Regions from separate parts of the Sus scrofa genome. Here all the other regions are linked to region 3. A link is a contact called in public Hi-C, HiChIP or PLAC-seq and promoter capture Hi-C data. All regions are on one chromosome and are shown on one strand. Each heading gives the region's core, a stretch centred on a gene start, on an enhancer-like site or on the middle of the called end of the contact. The rest is flanking DNA. Distances are from core to core; before and after follow the strand shown. Region 1 holds the start of CCNC (cyclin C). Region 2 holds the start of FAXC (failed axon connections homolog). Region 3 holds the start of PNISR (PNN-interacting serine/arginine-rich protein). Region 4 holds the start of USP45 (ubiquitin carboxyl-terminal hydrolase 45).

The links. Promoter capture Hi-C pulls out the DNA fragments that hold promoters and counts their contacts. A called contact is a pair of places that touch in the nucleus more often than the background predicts. HiChIP or PLAC-seq counts read pairs in DNA pulled down with a chosen protein or histone mark.
Region 1: a contact with region 3 is called in a promoter capture Hi-C map of liver, with 3 times the contacts expected there. The contact joins the promoter of CCNC here to the promoter of PNISR in region 3. A contact is called at or near these places in 3 of 5 promoter capture datasets (fetal liver, fetal skeletal muscle and liver), 10 of 47 Hi-C or Micro-C datasets (alveolar macrophages, epiblast stem cells, heart right ventricle and 4 more) and 2 of 2 datasets of contacts at active chromatin or transcription factors (alveolar macrophages and skeletal muscle).
Region 2: a contact with region 3 is called in an H3K27ac HiChIP or PLAC-seq map of skeletal muscle. The contact joins the promoter of FAXC here to the promoter of PNISR in region 3. A contact is called at or near these places in 1 of 5 promoter capture datasets (fetal liver), 2 of 47 Hi-C or Micro-C datasets (brain and skeletal muscle) and 1 of 2 datasets of contacts at active chromatin or transcription factors (skeletal muscle).
Region 4: a contact with region 3 is called in a Hi-C map of liver, with 4 times the contacts expected there. The contact joins the promoter of USP45 here to the promoter of PNISR in region 3. A contact is called at or near these places in 5 of 47 Hi-C or Micro-C datasets (alveolar macrophages, fibroblasts, liver and 1 more) and 2 of 2 datasets of contacts at active chromatin or transcription factors (alveolar macrophages and skeletal muscle).

The regions. Positions count from the first base shown.
Region 1 is chr1:66,497,632-66,501,262 of Sscrofa11.1, forward strand. It overlaps CCNC (cyclin C), which reads right to left and starts at 1,413. Exons shown (of 12, transcript NM_001190160.1): 1 at 1,256-1,413. The coding sequence starts at 1,287.
Region 2 is chr1:66,307,333-66,310,682 of Sscrofa11.1, forward strand. It overlaps FAXC (failed axon connections homolog), which reads right to left and starts at 1,785. Exons shown (of 6, transcript XM_021090274.1): 1 at 1,417-1,785. The coding sequence starts at 1,682.
Region 3 is chr1:66,379,274-66,382,825 of Sscrofa11.1, forward strand. It overlaps PNISR (PNN-interacting serine/arginine-rich protein), which reads right to left and starts at 2,181. Exons shown (of 12, transcript NM_001113439.1): 1 at 2,078-2,181.
Region 4 is chr1:66,452,659-66,456,166 of Sscrofa11.1, forward strand. It overlaps USP45 (ubiquitin carboxyl-terminal hydrolase 45), which reads right to left and starts at 2,148. Exons shown (of 18, transcript XM_013992722.2): 1 at 2,053-2,148.

The DNA of each region.
Region 1 (3,631 bases), core at 163-2,662, 120 kb after region 3:
AATACAATTGGTTTTATAAAATGGATCTTGGCACCCTTTTGATAGACCAACAGCGAATGAAAACAGAGTGAGAATGCTTATCAAAAGGAGGTAGGATCTTTTTTTTTAAGGTCTGTGAACTTCTGATAATCAACAGCTAGTGACCTGTCAATTCTCTCAGTTTTTTTCAAAGCTTATCAGAACGCCTCTTCCTCACTATCTAAATTTTCCGTATTTTAATTTTGTCCAAATTATTTCAGTGAGTGAAAACAGTGCAAAATAAAAATGTGATCAGAAATAAAGCTTCTTTCTATACCATCTCATCTTCACGTAATCACTTTATAGGAAGAAAGCCTGCTTTTCTGAAAATAGATATCAAAGCCCATTGTTTCTTTTTTCTAGGTCAAACGGCTAAAAGACGGAAGGAACAACATAGAAATCCATCTTCTTCAAACTTAAAATTTAGTTACTAATGCTCTCCTGGCATTAAAAATTATTTGCACCATATCATCTTTATCAGATCTGTTCATTTTTCAACTACACAATGCAAAGTCTAGCCAATGTTCAATTAATCCCATCATCCTCTTTCGTACATGCTTAAAAAAACTTATTTAGGGAGAACTGTTTTCAATATTACTCTAATTCTTCCATGGTACTGACAGACACAAAAACTCACGAAAAAAAGGTTAAAGATATTGGCAAAGTCACTGGAAAATACACTTATTAAACAGAACATGAGGCGCAAATAAGTTCTGAGAGCATTTGCCCTATACCTTACAAACATAAAACTCCACCTAGGCTTAAGGTAGTGGCAGGAAGCGGTTAGTGAGCAGAATGACAAAAGATTACGATGCCAATCCACTGAAGAGATACCAGGCAAAAGGGAACAACAGTCCTCAAGAGCCAGTCTCATAGTTCCGAACTGTGCCACACTTGCAAAACCTTTGCCTACCCCATCCCAACTGCCGCCGGCCTGGTTCCTCCACCCACACCCCCTCCACCCCGCCTCCGCCGAGCTAATCCAAGAATCCGAAATTAAACTCTCGAACCTTCTTTCTCCGGAGACAGGACCCCCCCCCCCCCCGCGAAACCCGGCCAGGGGGCGGAATGAGGAGAGTCGCCAGAGAAAAGCGCACCTCGCTTCCGGCTGCCGCCACCTCCCGGGAGACTCCACCGAACTTGGGACAGGGATCCAGGCCAAGGAGAGTCGCAGGCCCGGTCCACACCGCCCCCCAACAAGAGCCCGCCCTGGACGAGAAGACGTAAGATCACTTACTAATGGGAGCTCTGCCAAAAGTTCCCTGCCATGGAACACAGCTTGCCCTGATAAAAAAGCACCAGCCGGTGGAGCGGCCCACAGAGCGACCATAGACCCAGCCCAACCGGTAACCGCGCTCCTCGATCTAATCTGCTGGGCTCGCTCCGCGGCGGCGACGGTGAGAGGAAGAGGATGGCACCCTATTCTCTTTGCCGCCGGCCGGCAACACTCTACTTTGTAAACCCGTTCCTATGGATAAAGGTTCCGGCCTGCCCCGCGACAGTGGAAGAGGCTGGCGGGAAGGAGACAGTCTTTGGGCGCGCTGAGATAGGCGACGGTAACTGGAAGGCTCGCGGCTCGCGGCGGTCGGGAGCCTCTCGCGAGAGTTTCGCGCCGGTTCCGGCTTAGAATCAGTGGGTTCCGGCCTAGAACTCGGGCGGCTCGGTATTCTGCAGTCGCTGCTCTTTGCGGGAAGGGCATGGAAAAGGGGAAGACGCTGCTCCCCACCCCAGTTCGGAGCAGACTTCCAAAGCAGTGCGGTGGCTTTGTAGTGAAGTATAAGATTTCCTGACTTCAGTTCCTTTTCTTGCTTTTGGCAAGAGAAAGATTATTGTAGCCTCAAGGACCTACCAAAACCGAGCTGCACCAAGCCAGATATGTAGTTAATGGAGTTCTTTTGGAGGGAAGCACAAACTTTTAGAGCAGCAGTACGTTTTTTTTTTAATGCCAGAGACTGACAGCTTTGTGTGTTTGTGTGTGTACCAAATAGAAACATACAACCAAAACAATCATTTAATTTTACGCAATTTCTTTTATCTTTGTAACATTGCATTTATTGTAAAGCTGCTAATTGAATCATTGGACACACACGAATAAAGTTTTTCACGGATGATCAGTGTTCCGAGGAAGCTCAAGACAGTATTTTTCACACAGTTAGGTTGTGGTGAAATTGAATATGATATGCATTTTCCTAGATAAAAATATCAGGTATATCAGAAATATCAAGGGCATTTATAATTTTTGATTCAGTTACATATGTATATGTGTACTTGGTCAGGATGTGAAATGAAATATATATATATATATATATATATATATATATATATATATATTTTTTTTTTTTTTTTAGGGCTGCACCCCAGGCGTATAGAGGTTCCCAGGCCAGGGGTGGAATGGGAGCTGTAGCTGCGGGCCTCAGCCATAGCCACAGAAATGCTAGGTCTGAGCCACATCTGCGACCTACACCGCAGCTCATAGCAATGCTGGATACTTATCCCACTGAGTGAGGCCAGGGATTGAACCAGAATCCTCACAGATACTAGTCGGGTTCATTATGGGAACTCCTGAAATGAATTTTAGTAGCTTAGTATTTTATGTCGCACTTCATTCCCATAAAGTGATGTAGGTTAGAAAGCACCCATTAAAAAAAAAGAAGAAGAAGAAAGCACCCATTAGTGGATGTCCTCCGATCTTGAAGGATCTAGCATATTTCCATCTTTCAACTTCAGTGGATCTTTAAGCAAGGGGGCTTTGAATTACAAGGGTCTTCTACAGGTGAATCTTACAAAAAATAAATATGGGAGTTCCCGTTGTGGCTCAGTGGGTTACCGACGAACCAGACTAGTATCCATGAGGATGCAAGTTTGATCCCTGGCCTTGCTCAGTTGGTTAAGGATCCAGCGTTGCTGTGAGCTGTGGTGTAGGCGCAGATGCAGCTCAGAGCTAGCATTGCTGTGGCTGTGGCATGGGCCAGCAGCTGCAGCTCTGATTTGACCCCAGCCTGGGAACTTCCATATGCCATGGATGCAGCCCTAAAAAAAGACCAAAAAAAAAAAAAAAAAAAGTTTAAAACATGGGAACTGAAGAAATACCAGCCCTTATGCTACTTAACAACAGAGGTTCAGAATTTCTTCAACTCCCTAAGGTGTTTTTTGTTTGTTTGTTTGGTCATCCTAATATCTTTCAGAAATACTGTAACAAATTTGCATTGTTAGATGTTTTTTTCTGTGTGCCCGTATTACACTTTGTTTCTACCACTAGACTAGGTTTTGTTTCAGGCCTAATTCTGCATTCTTCTTCCCACAAAACTGTGAGCCCCTTCATCTTTGTATCCTTATTAGTTCAAAGCATAACACATATTAGGCACAACAGATACTGGTATTTATTTGAACCTGACTCATATAATGGTGTGTGTGTGGGGATAGTGTTTAAAGAAAAAATATTATGGACACAAAGTTAGGTTGAAACATTAGACTCATAGACAGAAAACAAACTTATGGCTACCAAAGGGGAGGATGGGGGGTGATAAATTAGGAGTTTGGAATTAAAATATATATAGTATGTATATATAATTATATTATGTCTAAGTGTAGTGTGTGTGTGTGTAATTTTTGT
Region 2 (3,350 bases), core at 535-3,034, 72 kb before region 3:
TCCTCAAAAGGCTGGGTATATAATCGTGAAACAAATGGGTTACCATTTCAATCACTGCACAAATGTTTTCATCTTTTCATATAGCTTGAAACCTAACTTGAAATAGAGTTCTAAAACTAGCAAATATATTTTTAAAAATCTAGAGAAATAATTCACTTAATCTTTATTTGGTTGAACTAGATTCAAGACACTGTGCTGAGAGAATTCAATGATAAGCTTAAAATCATTCTTGTCAATTATAGCCATATAGTATGAAAGCCAAGACACAGCCCCCGACCTAAATGATTTCTGCCCTCTCAGAGACTAGAAATATTTAAAATACCTGTTCAGCTGTCACAGTGTCCTCCTGGAATCCCCACAGGCCTGTTAAAGGTCACCCATACCTGTCTTTGTTTATAAACCTATTGTGTAGGATTCCCCCACTGAAAAAAGGCAGTGGAGACACATTTTTGCACTCTTTAGAAAATATTGGCCAAGAGGGACACTCTGAGCTATTGAAAACTGCTCTTTCTTGGTCATCTCCCAGGGACAGAGGCCTCAAACGCATGGAAATTTTAACCATAAATTAGCCAAACCACTGGTGGCAGCAGCCTATTATACTATTCTACTCAAAGAAAGATCTCCTGTCTGGCTGGATGTACCAACAGCAGGGGCCTCCATTTTCTGGTATTTCCATGTCCATCCTGTAAACATTCTGCGGCAGGCAGCAGAGGCAAGTGTTTACGGCACTGGGCAACTCCCGTGCACGCCCATGTGCTAATCCTGTCCTCGGCTCTCCTCCTACCGCTCACACAACAATGGCATGTAAACCTGAAGAAGGTGCTTAGCTTTAAATACCAGATCAGCGGATAACTGGGTTAAGGCTGCATCAAAATTGTACACCACTAACAGGGACCCAGAGGTCTCTGGAGCTTTTGCAATTTCAGCTTTTTGATGATGTTGACACTTGGGGAGGATAGTGGAGTACTAACCTTTAAGCGAAAGATAAGGTTAGTGGTTAATTTTCCAGCATTATCATCTATAAACAAATAGGGCATGTCACAAAAAATGGAACTTAGTATTTCTTCCGGGCCTAAGTCTATTGTTGCAAACACACTGCACTTAGGATCTTCATAATAGACTATTATGCTATGCTCCATAACAACCCAGAGAATTTTTGCTTTTAGCACCGAATGATTGGGAGACAAGTGTTTTTCTCCCTCCCAGTACCAGTTTAATTCTCCTGTTAACTCCAAGCTGCCCCTCACGGCCAGGTGACCACGAACTGCCTCTGGCGACAGGTAAGGACAGGACTCGGGCGTTTGGGCGGCGCGACCGAGGAGCTGGCATGGGTGTCCCCCCCAATCCCCACGCCTGCCCTGCCCTGGCCAGGTGCCCCTCTCTGCGCCCCTTCGCGGGGCCCTCTCTCCGGCTCACCTAATGACCAGGAGTTCGTGGAGCAGATACGCAGCTGCGGCCAGCAAAGCTCCCCCGGTCAAGTAAAGGGTTTTCTTCCACCAGGGATCGGAGCCCAGCCCTGCCATGATCCCACCGTAATCCTGCAAAGGGAAAGCGATGATGTCCCCATAAAAGGTGAAGGGCTCCTCGGACCCGGCCCACCAGCTGAAGAAGGAGACGCTCTGGTTCCAGCTCAGATCCACCACGCACGGCCTGGACGAGGCAAAGCCAACCCCCCAGTGCATGCTGCGCGGCTGGCTGCGGGCGCCCCTCCCAGGGCCCGCGCCGCCCGCATGGGAAAGGGCCGGCACGGCCGGGCGCGGGCTCAGCGGCGCTCTGGGGGCGCGGGCGGCGCGGGCGGCAGCGACCGAGGCGGCGGCGGAGGAGGCGGGAGGGCGCGGGCCGCGGGCGGCTGGCCTGGCCGGCGGGGCCCCGGCGCCCTGGGAGGCAGCGGCGGCCGCCGGCTCCCCCCGCAGCGGCCTCTCCGCGCCGCTCTTTGTGTCGGAGCCTGGAGAAGGCCGCGTGATGTCATTGCTCCCCGGGGCAGGGAACCAGAGGCGGGATAAAGTCACCTACCCCGCGCCCTGCCCCCGCCCCGCATCTCCGCGGTCCGGCGGCCTCCGCCCCGGCCGGAGCTGCAGGGCTGGGCGCGCCGGGCGGGCTCCGCGCCTCCAGCGGCACCGCCGGAACGGCTCGGCGCGCGAGGGCAGGGCTGCGGAGGTGGCTGGAAATGCAGCTCCGCCAGGAGGAAGCTGCAGTTGGGCCCGGATCTGCGTCCCCCCAACCCGCGGCGGGTCCTCCTCCTCCGCTCCAGCCCCTCCCGCAGACGCGAGAGCAGGGCGCGCGCAGGACTCACCTGGGGCCGCGCGGAGCTCCGGCAGAAACACCGCCCCGCGGGGGCTGGGGGCTGGGGGCCAGGGCCCGGGTTAGGTCGCGAATTGCACAGCTCTGGCCACCAGGAAAGCCCTGCCCTTGCAAAACTTATAAAAACACTCCTCTTACATTACACAGTTACCTAGGTCTTGGCCATGTGCTCAAGGAGAGATGTCTGATTTGATAAAGAACCACAAAAATGTACTCTAAAGAGATTTCCCCTCTGACAGATCCAGCCCAAGTCCAAGTCTTTCCCCTAGGAAATTATCACCAGGGAACTCTTGGCTATGGGGTGGTATTTTTCCTTTCCTTTTCGGTGCAAACTATCAAACGTTGTGTGTGTGTGTGTGTGTGTTGTGTGTAACAATTTTTTCCCTTTAACTTCATTTTTCTAAAGTTCATATGTACAAGGAATAGGACAGTGCTTCATAGAAATATATGATGTACGCACAAATTTTAGTACGAACATGGATAGTTTAAAATTGTTTGAAAGAGCTGAAAAGAATTCAAGTAGGGTGTTTATCATTCTTGAAGTGAAAGGATGGTTATGGGAACGCTCCGGGGTTTTGCGTGAGGGAACCGAGGTTGGAGTAAAGGGGACTCCCTTCTCCTACTGCACCAGCCCCTTACAACAGCAGTGTGTGGTCATATAGTTGATAAAATACAGGCGGGTTACCAGTCCCCATGAGATAATGGGAGGGGCTAGCCAGGCTGGTGCTCAAGCACTAGCATATGAGGGGCCCAAGCACCACTGTAGACGTTTGCCGGACCTCTCAGGAAGAAGCAGTGTGTGGAGTTGGAAGTTAACCTTCCATGAGCATGTTGCAAGGAATGGAATCCAAGGACCTCCCAGAGAAACAGAGGTGGTCACCCCACCGCCTTCTGGGGAGAGAGACCAGGAGGCTGCGTAGGAAGCAGAGTGGGCAGGTTTGGGATCAGAACAGGGATACTCTGGCAGAGAGAGGATAAAGAGTACTGGCACCAGGGATTCTCCTTGGTTCTGTCTTTCCCAGACAGCACCCAGCCTTTTCTCTCATTAA
Region 3 (3,552 bases), core at 931-3,430:
CTAAAGGAGGCAGAGCTTAATTCTCTACTCCTTAAGTGTGGACTGTGCAAAGGGACTTCCTTTCCAAAGAGTACAGCATGGAAAGGAGTGGGTAGGGGACAGTACCTTTACAAGTGGAGAAATGTGACAAATGCCACCTCAAGCATATGATCAAGGCCAATATCAACGTAAGTCATGTTCATGGTATGCAGCTTTGATAGAATATGATGAAAATGCACTTGTGTGATCTTCCTTCCCTAAGCCCCTAAAACCAATCTTATCATGAGAAAAACATCAGACAAATTCCAGTAGCAGGCCATTCTACAATGTATCTAGCTAGTACCCTCTCAAAATTGTCAAAGGCACTGTATTACTGTGCTAGGGCTGCCATAACAAAGTATCACAAGCTGGGTAGCCTAAACAACAATTTATTTCCACAAAATTCTGGAGGCTAGACATCCAAGATCAAAATGTAAGGAGGGTTGGTTTAATTCTGGGGCCTCTCTCCTTGGCTTGCCCACAGCTGTCTCCTATCTATGTCTATACATGGTCTTCCCTCTGTGTCCTGCTCTCTTAACAAGGACACCACTATAAGGCATTAAGGCCTAGCCTAATATCTCATTTCCTTCTTTAAAGACTCTATCTCCAAATACAATCATATTTTGAGGCACTGAAGTCAGGACTTCGCTATATGAATTTTTCAGCCTCTAACAGTCATTGAAAAGAAGGAAAGCCAAAAAAACCATCACAGCCAAGAGAAGACTAAGGACACATGACAATTAAATATCATATGATATTCTACATAGGATTTTGGCACATGAAAAGGACATTAGGTTTAAACTTAGGAAATGTGAATAAACTATGGACTTTAAGTGATAATAATGTGCCAATATTAGTCGATTTATTTCAACAAACGTACAATACTAATGTATGTTAATGAGAGAAACTGTGTAGAGCAAGCGGGGAGTTTATATAGGAACACTGTACTATCTGCTCAATTTTTCTGTAAACAGAAACTGTTCTAAAAAAGTATTAATTAATAATTTTTAAACAGAGTCTCAAGAGCATCTTAAACTGATTTACGGAGTTCCTGTCGTGGTGCAGCGGAAAGGAATCAGACTAGGAATCATGAGGTTGCCATTTGACCCCTGGCCTCACTCAGTGGGTTACAGATCCAATACAGTGATGTGTGGTGTAGGTTGCAGACTCTTCGCGGATCTGATGTAGCTGTGGCTCTGGCGTAGGCCGGCAGCTGTAGCCTGGGAACCTCCATGTGCTTCCGGTACGGGTCTAAAAAAAAAAAGAAAAAAAAAAAAAAAAAAACCCACCAAAAAACTGATTTACTGTTACTTTACCTACAGCCCCACAGCACCGTACAAAACAGTTTCACAGGTGAATCTTTAATGTTCTGGGTTTTGTTGCATTTGCCTTGCTGCACTCAAACCAGAAGTTACAAGTTTATTTTACTGTTCTATGAATTAACCACCAACAATCAGTTTGTCCAATACCCACGTTGTCTGAATGACAATAATACCCACAACAGGATACTAAAACTGAAATGCTGGATAGTACCTCTTTCTTTCCTTAAGCTTAACACATACATAGTGTCTATCACTTTAAAAACACAAGGCTAATACCAACTAAGGAACCTAACTGTAGTTAAAAGGATCTAGTTGCCCCTGACTGCGCCTGCGTAGTCGGAGCTTCACAGCACTGAAGGTTCAGGTCCCAGCACTCGCCTCCTCCGCCCCCTGCACCCCTTCCCCAAAGGGGGTTCCCAATGCGCACGCGCAGTGCTTAACGGCCGGTCAGGAGCCCAACAATCACTCCCTTCTCATCTGAAAGGAAACTCTCGTAGTTAAAGGGGGAGAAGTCGTGGCCATTCTTTTTCATGAGAACACTTCCTTTTCACCAGGAGCACCACCGTGATTCACCAAGTCAGGCGGATGCCACCGCTTTAAGGGAGATGAGGTTCCAGCGGTCTCGCCAGGCAGCGTACGCAGCCTACGTGTTTAAGTTATGCTACCTTCGCCACAGAAACAAAGAAGGTTGTAATGGCTCTGCAAATATCCACGCGAAACTGTTCTCCACGACTTACCCACTCTGGTTCCGGAACACTGTTGTTGCCACCGTTCGCGTAATACCTCTCCAACCCTTTCGATGCTTCTACTTCTTCACGAACAAGACAAGATGGCGCCCGATTGGTTTCACCCGGAAGTAAATAGTAATAACATCCGTTTGCCATTTGAAGCCATACTGTCCCCCAGGCTGGTCTTTGAGCACGTGACCGTATCCGGTTAACGTGTTTCGGCGCCATTTTTGTTGTGGGCAAAACCACCTCCACTATCTAGTCAACGCCGTACAAGTGTCTGGACACTCCCCTACGTTACTTTTTAATGTAGCCACCGACATGCCCCACCCATTTGAATCTTTACAGTGGGCTGAAAGCCAAGATTTTAAGTGTTCTGTAGAGAGCGCGCTCAAAATTCTTTAACAACAAAAATTTTTATTTTAGCAACGCGATCCTCCTTAAAGGAGAGGTATGTTCGCTTGCGGAAAGGGGACTGAGTTCCCAGCGCTACTTTCAGAGTACGGAGGGACCCCAGGATCAAATGAACTTGTAGGTTGCCCCGTGAGCCTTCAGCCGCACTTCAAGGGGAACCAGAATCTGGCCCCAAATCCCGGAGTGCTCCCGGCTTTGGTCTCACGGAGCGCCTCCCAGGACTTCGCGTCCAGGGACACCGGACGTTAGTGCAGTTGCGGGTCCAGCGGAGAACTTAGCTGACCCCGCGGCAGTCGCTCTTTGTTAAGCTCAAAAGCATCGCGCCCCCTTTTGGGGACACTTGTTCAGCTCTACCTCACCCAGCTAGTCCCGAAGTTTCGTTCTTTCCCCATGACCTTTAGGGGAAAGTGGCGGAGATGTCCAGTTTCCGTCCTGCTGCTCTTTTCTGTCAACCACAAGATGGCCTCCTGAAAGGACTTAAGCAATTCTTCCAATAGAATACTTTGATTCCATGGTGTTATAATACGAACAAAGGTCACGTATCAAAAGTATCGATTTCTAGGCCACGAGCTACAAGGAAAACAAAAAATGTTCCAAAGATACAGTATGTATTTCTCAACTAAATATTGGAAAGTTCCTTTCTAGAGAGTAACATGAAACTTTTGCGTGACTGAACAGAGTATACTAAGTATCTAAATTGTTTCATTGGGAATTGTGCAGAAGAAATAGCAAATTACAGTAGAAATTAAGTATTAAGAGTAGGAAGTTCTCTTGGGGTGCAGGTTAAAGATCCAGGGTTGCAACTGTGGCTTGGTTTCTATCCCTGTCACTGGGAACTTCCACATGCCGCAGGTGCAACCAAAAAAAAAAAAAAAAAGAAGAAAGCTAGATGGACAAAGAAGATAAATCTAGATAGATGCTATTTGCATGAAATTGTCTTCCTGAATAAACACTTGAAACCCAGATACTCCTGGATCAGTATTAGGACAAAGTCCAGAATGAAAAAGATCCAAGTGGCCCTCAAAATAAAACTTCATTGAAATTCCCTACTGGCCTAATGGTTAAGAATG
Region 4 (3,508 bases), core at 898-3,397, 73 kb after region 3:
CACCAGACCACTCCACTAACAGAACCCCAATCCTAGATGAGCTCTTTCTAGGATTATTAGCCACTTTCCTCATGTCTGCATCCAAGTAGGCTGGAGAAAGTCTTGCAAGAAAGGAAACTGGGTCTGCTAACTTCAGTCACAATCTCACATGGATCAAGACATCCCATCATCTACTACACCTTCTGGCCAACTTACTTACAGAGCCATTTGGCAATCTCCCAAACCTCCTACTCCTCCTTTCCCTACTCCTCCAAATATAATCTGGTATTCTGTTTTACTGAGAGAAAAGAGACATAATCAGATAGCAAATCTGATCTTTCTACCCTCAAACTTTTAACTTGCTGCCCTGAAAATAGACATAACAGAATCCCATGAGAAATTAGTCATTTTTTCACTCCCCATGAGAGTTTGATATAAATGAGCATTAACACATAGCTAAGGCTGGCAGAATACCCAAAAGAACAAGTCATTTGACCTGTGATCTATAAAAGACCTATGCCTATTTTCAAATGCACTGACTCTAACTTAACTTGGCCATGTCGAATCAATGTCCAGTGATTTTTCTGACACATGCAGTATGTCTAAACATAGACTCATTTTTGGACAGTAACCCACTATTTGGCATCACTTATCTGTATGGCTTTATTTTTCAATTCCCCTTTCAGGAAAAAAGAGACAAAATGAAAGTCCAATGGTAGAGCTTCAAATACTGTCACCAATACTGCATCTGGGGAGTTCCAATACCACCCTCCCATTTGGAGATCCACTAGAAAGACTCACGAGACCCAGCATATAGTTAGACTCATGGCTAAAATTTATTACAGCAAGGTAATATGGACACACAGACTGATCACAGGGAAAAAGACACAGGCCAAGTCCAGAGGAATTCATGTGCAGGCTTCCTCAGGTTCTCACCCTCCCAGGAGGGGTCAAACAAACCACACTCTTCCCCACAATGAGTAAAATCCAATAATGTCTGTGCAATGTTTCTGCTCAGGGAAATTTATTACAGACTCACAGGCATGGGATATTTATGGAAGCTGCTAACTTCTGCATAAACTGTATCCTACAGCATATTGTTCCCAGATGCTAAGCAAGGCCCAACTCTGCAAGCGGAACCTTCTAAGGAGAGCAGTCTCAGGCCTACTATGTTAAATCTTTTCAGCACAAATTAAGTTCTTCCAGTTTTCAACTCAACTTCTGCATTACCCTAATCTGTCTTTTCTCTAAGGTAGGATGTGCAACTAAATTGTTTAGAAATGTTTCATTTTTTAAAAAGGCCATGCATACAAAAGCCCCTACTCTGAAAAAAGAAAAAAAAAAATTTCCCCCAGTCTTGGGCAATTATTTTTGGCAGGGGTTCTGGGGAAGGGCGGAGAAAGACAAAACTCTCCTTTTAGATACCAGGCTCAAAAAGATGCACTTGCACTTACGTATTTAATTGTGCATGAATCTCATTAGGTTCTAAGCACTTCAGAGATAACTAACCCACCTGATCCTCACAATTACAATCATAACAACCATCTTATGAGATAGGTTACTATTGTCCCCCCTCCCCCCATTTTATGCTTAAACTGAGACACAAAGGGGTTAGGGGACTTGCAGAGGCCAGGAGCCACTAAGTGATGGATGAGGATTTGGACCCAGACAGTCCAACTCCAGGTTCCTAATACTACACGATACTGCCAGAAACCCGTCCTAAGACACGCTTCCTCCGGTCACAAAAACATCCAAAATTTCTGAAAAGAAAGTGAGCTGGGAGGTGTGAGCGAGGGGATGTGGGAAGCCGGAAGGGTGCTGAGCGAACGCGCCCCTAGGTCAAGGTGAGGCGGCCCCTGTCCCCGCCCCGCCTCCCCGGCTCCCCCCGCCGCGGCCCGGATGCCTGGCCGGCCCGGCAGCGCTCACGCGGCTGTTGGTGACCTCCTGGCGCCCCCAAGGATCGGAAAGGTGAGGGAGCGGAAGGGGCTTCTCTCCCCGGCGGGTCACGCCACAAGGGGTCAGGAACGAAGACAGAGAAACTGGGGCGACCCCAGCACCGCACCCCGGACTCACCCTGCCGGGCCGAGCAGCCGCGTCTACAACCAGAAGAAACTGCGCCTGCGCGGCCGTCTCTCCCGCTAGCGGGGGCGGGGCCTCATGTGCCGCCCCCACGCCACAGGAGGGTGGGGGTTCGGGACCGCCCCTCGCGTGGACGCGCACCAGGAGTTGGGTATGGATAGGGCGGGTCTGGCTTGCGTCAGTCCCGCGTCCTCTAGGTTTGCAGGGCTGAGTAGGCCCTGGCTAATCTTATAGTAATGTAAATAGACTCACAATTGGATCCTGGCAGTGGCCTGGAATTCGCAGCTCGGAGTCGAAATTGAGTCCCACTTGTTGCTGTGCAGACCGCTCAAACAACTTCCGACTTTCCAGCGTCACATTTCTACTGTGCAGTAAACTCATATCTAACATCATATATTTTCTTGCTTTTTCCCATTATTATTGTCTTACCCGTTGTTCTCTCTTCTTTGACAGTTAATTTCTTGACCTATACATGTATCTTTTCATCTGTTAAAGTGGTTTGCTCTTTGCATATGTTTAGTAAAAATAGTTGGTTGAAAAATACTTCGTTTGAATGATAATCATAAAAATCAACACTGGTTGTGGATAAACTGTACAAGTCTTATAAGCTTTCGTAATTTCAGCCAAGGAACAGATGGCCTTATGGATAGAGCCTTGGATTATGAGTCAAAGTTACTAGAAATAAATCCAAAAACTGATTCTCCCTTTAAAACTCTTGTTCATTTCTTACAAAAGAGGTAAAATTATTTCCATATAGCAAACTTGAAAAGGAGATTACTAGATATTTGCATTGTATGTATTGAAACCATTCATTCAACAACTGTAACTGAGTACAAATGTGTGGGCCACTATGTATCGAAGTACATAATCAAATTTCAGGGTGAGGGAATTTTTTTTTTCCCAAGAGAAAAAGAAAATAATCACCAAATAAGAATAGGCCATGTAAGTCAAAACAAAACTGTCTACATCATAAATCATTTAACATCAGATTTGAAACAGAACATGGAGGGGTAAAGGACATGTAATCTTAAGCAAATCTGCATAATTTGAAAGCTGAATTGCATTTCAGTAAAAGGAATGTTTAAATTGTGTCCTATGTTGGAATCCAATTTACAGAGGGAAAAAAAGAGAAGACTGAATTTGAAAATTGAAGTTTATGTCCTCTTCCTAAAGAAATTTAGGAATTATGCAAATCATCATTTAATACTTAAATCTTTCTTTCTTTTTTTGTCTTTTTAGGGCAGCACCTGTGGCACATGGAGGTTCCCAAGGCTAGGGGTCCAATCAGAGCTACAGCTGCCAACCTACACCGGAACCACAGCAATGCCAGATCCGAGCCGGGTCTGTGACCTACACCACAGCTCATGGCAACGCCAGATCCTTAATCCCCTGAGCAAGGCTAGAGATAGAACCGCAACCTCATGGTTCCTAATTGGATTCGTTTCCTCTG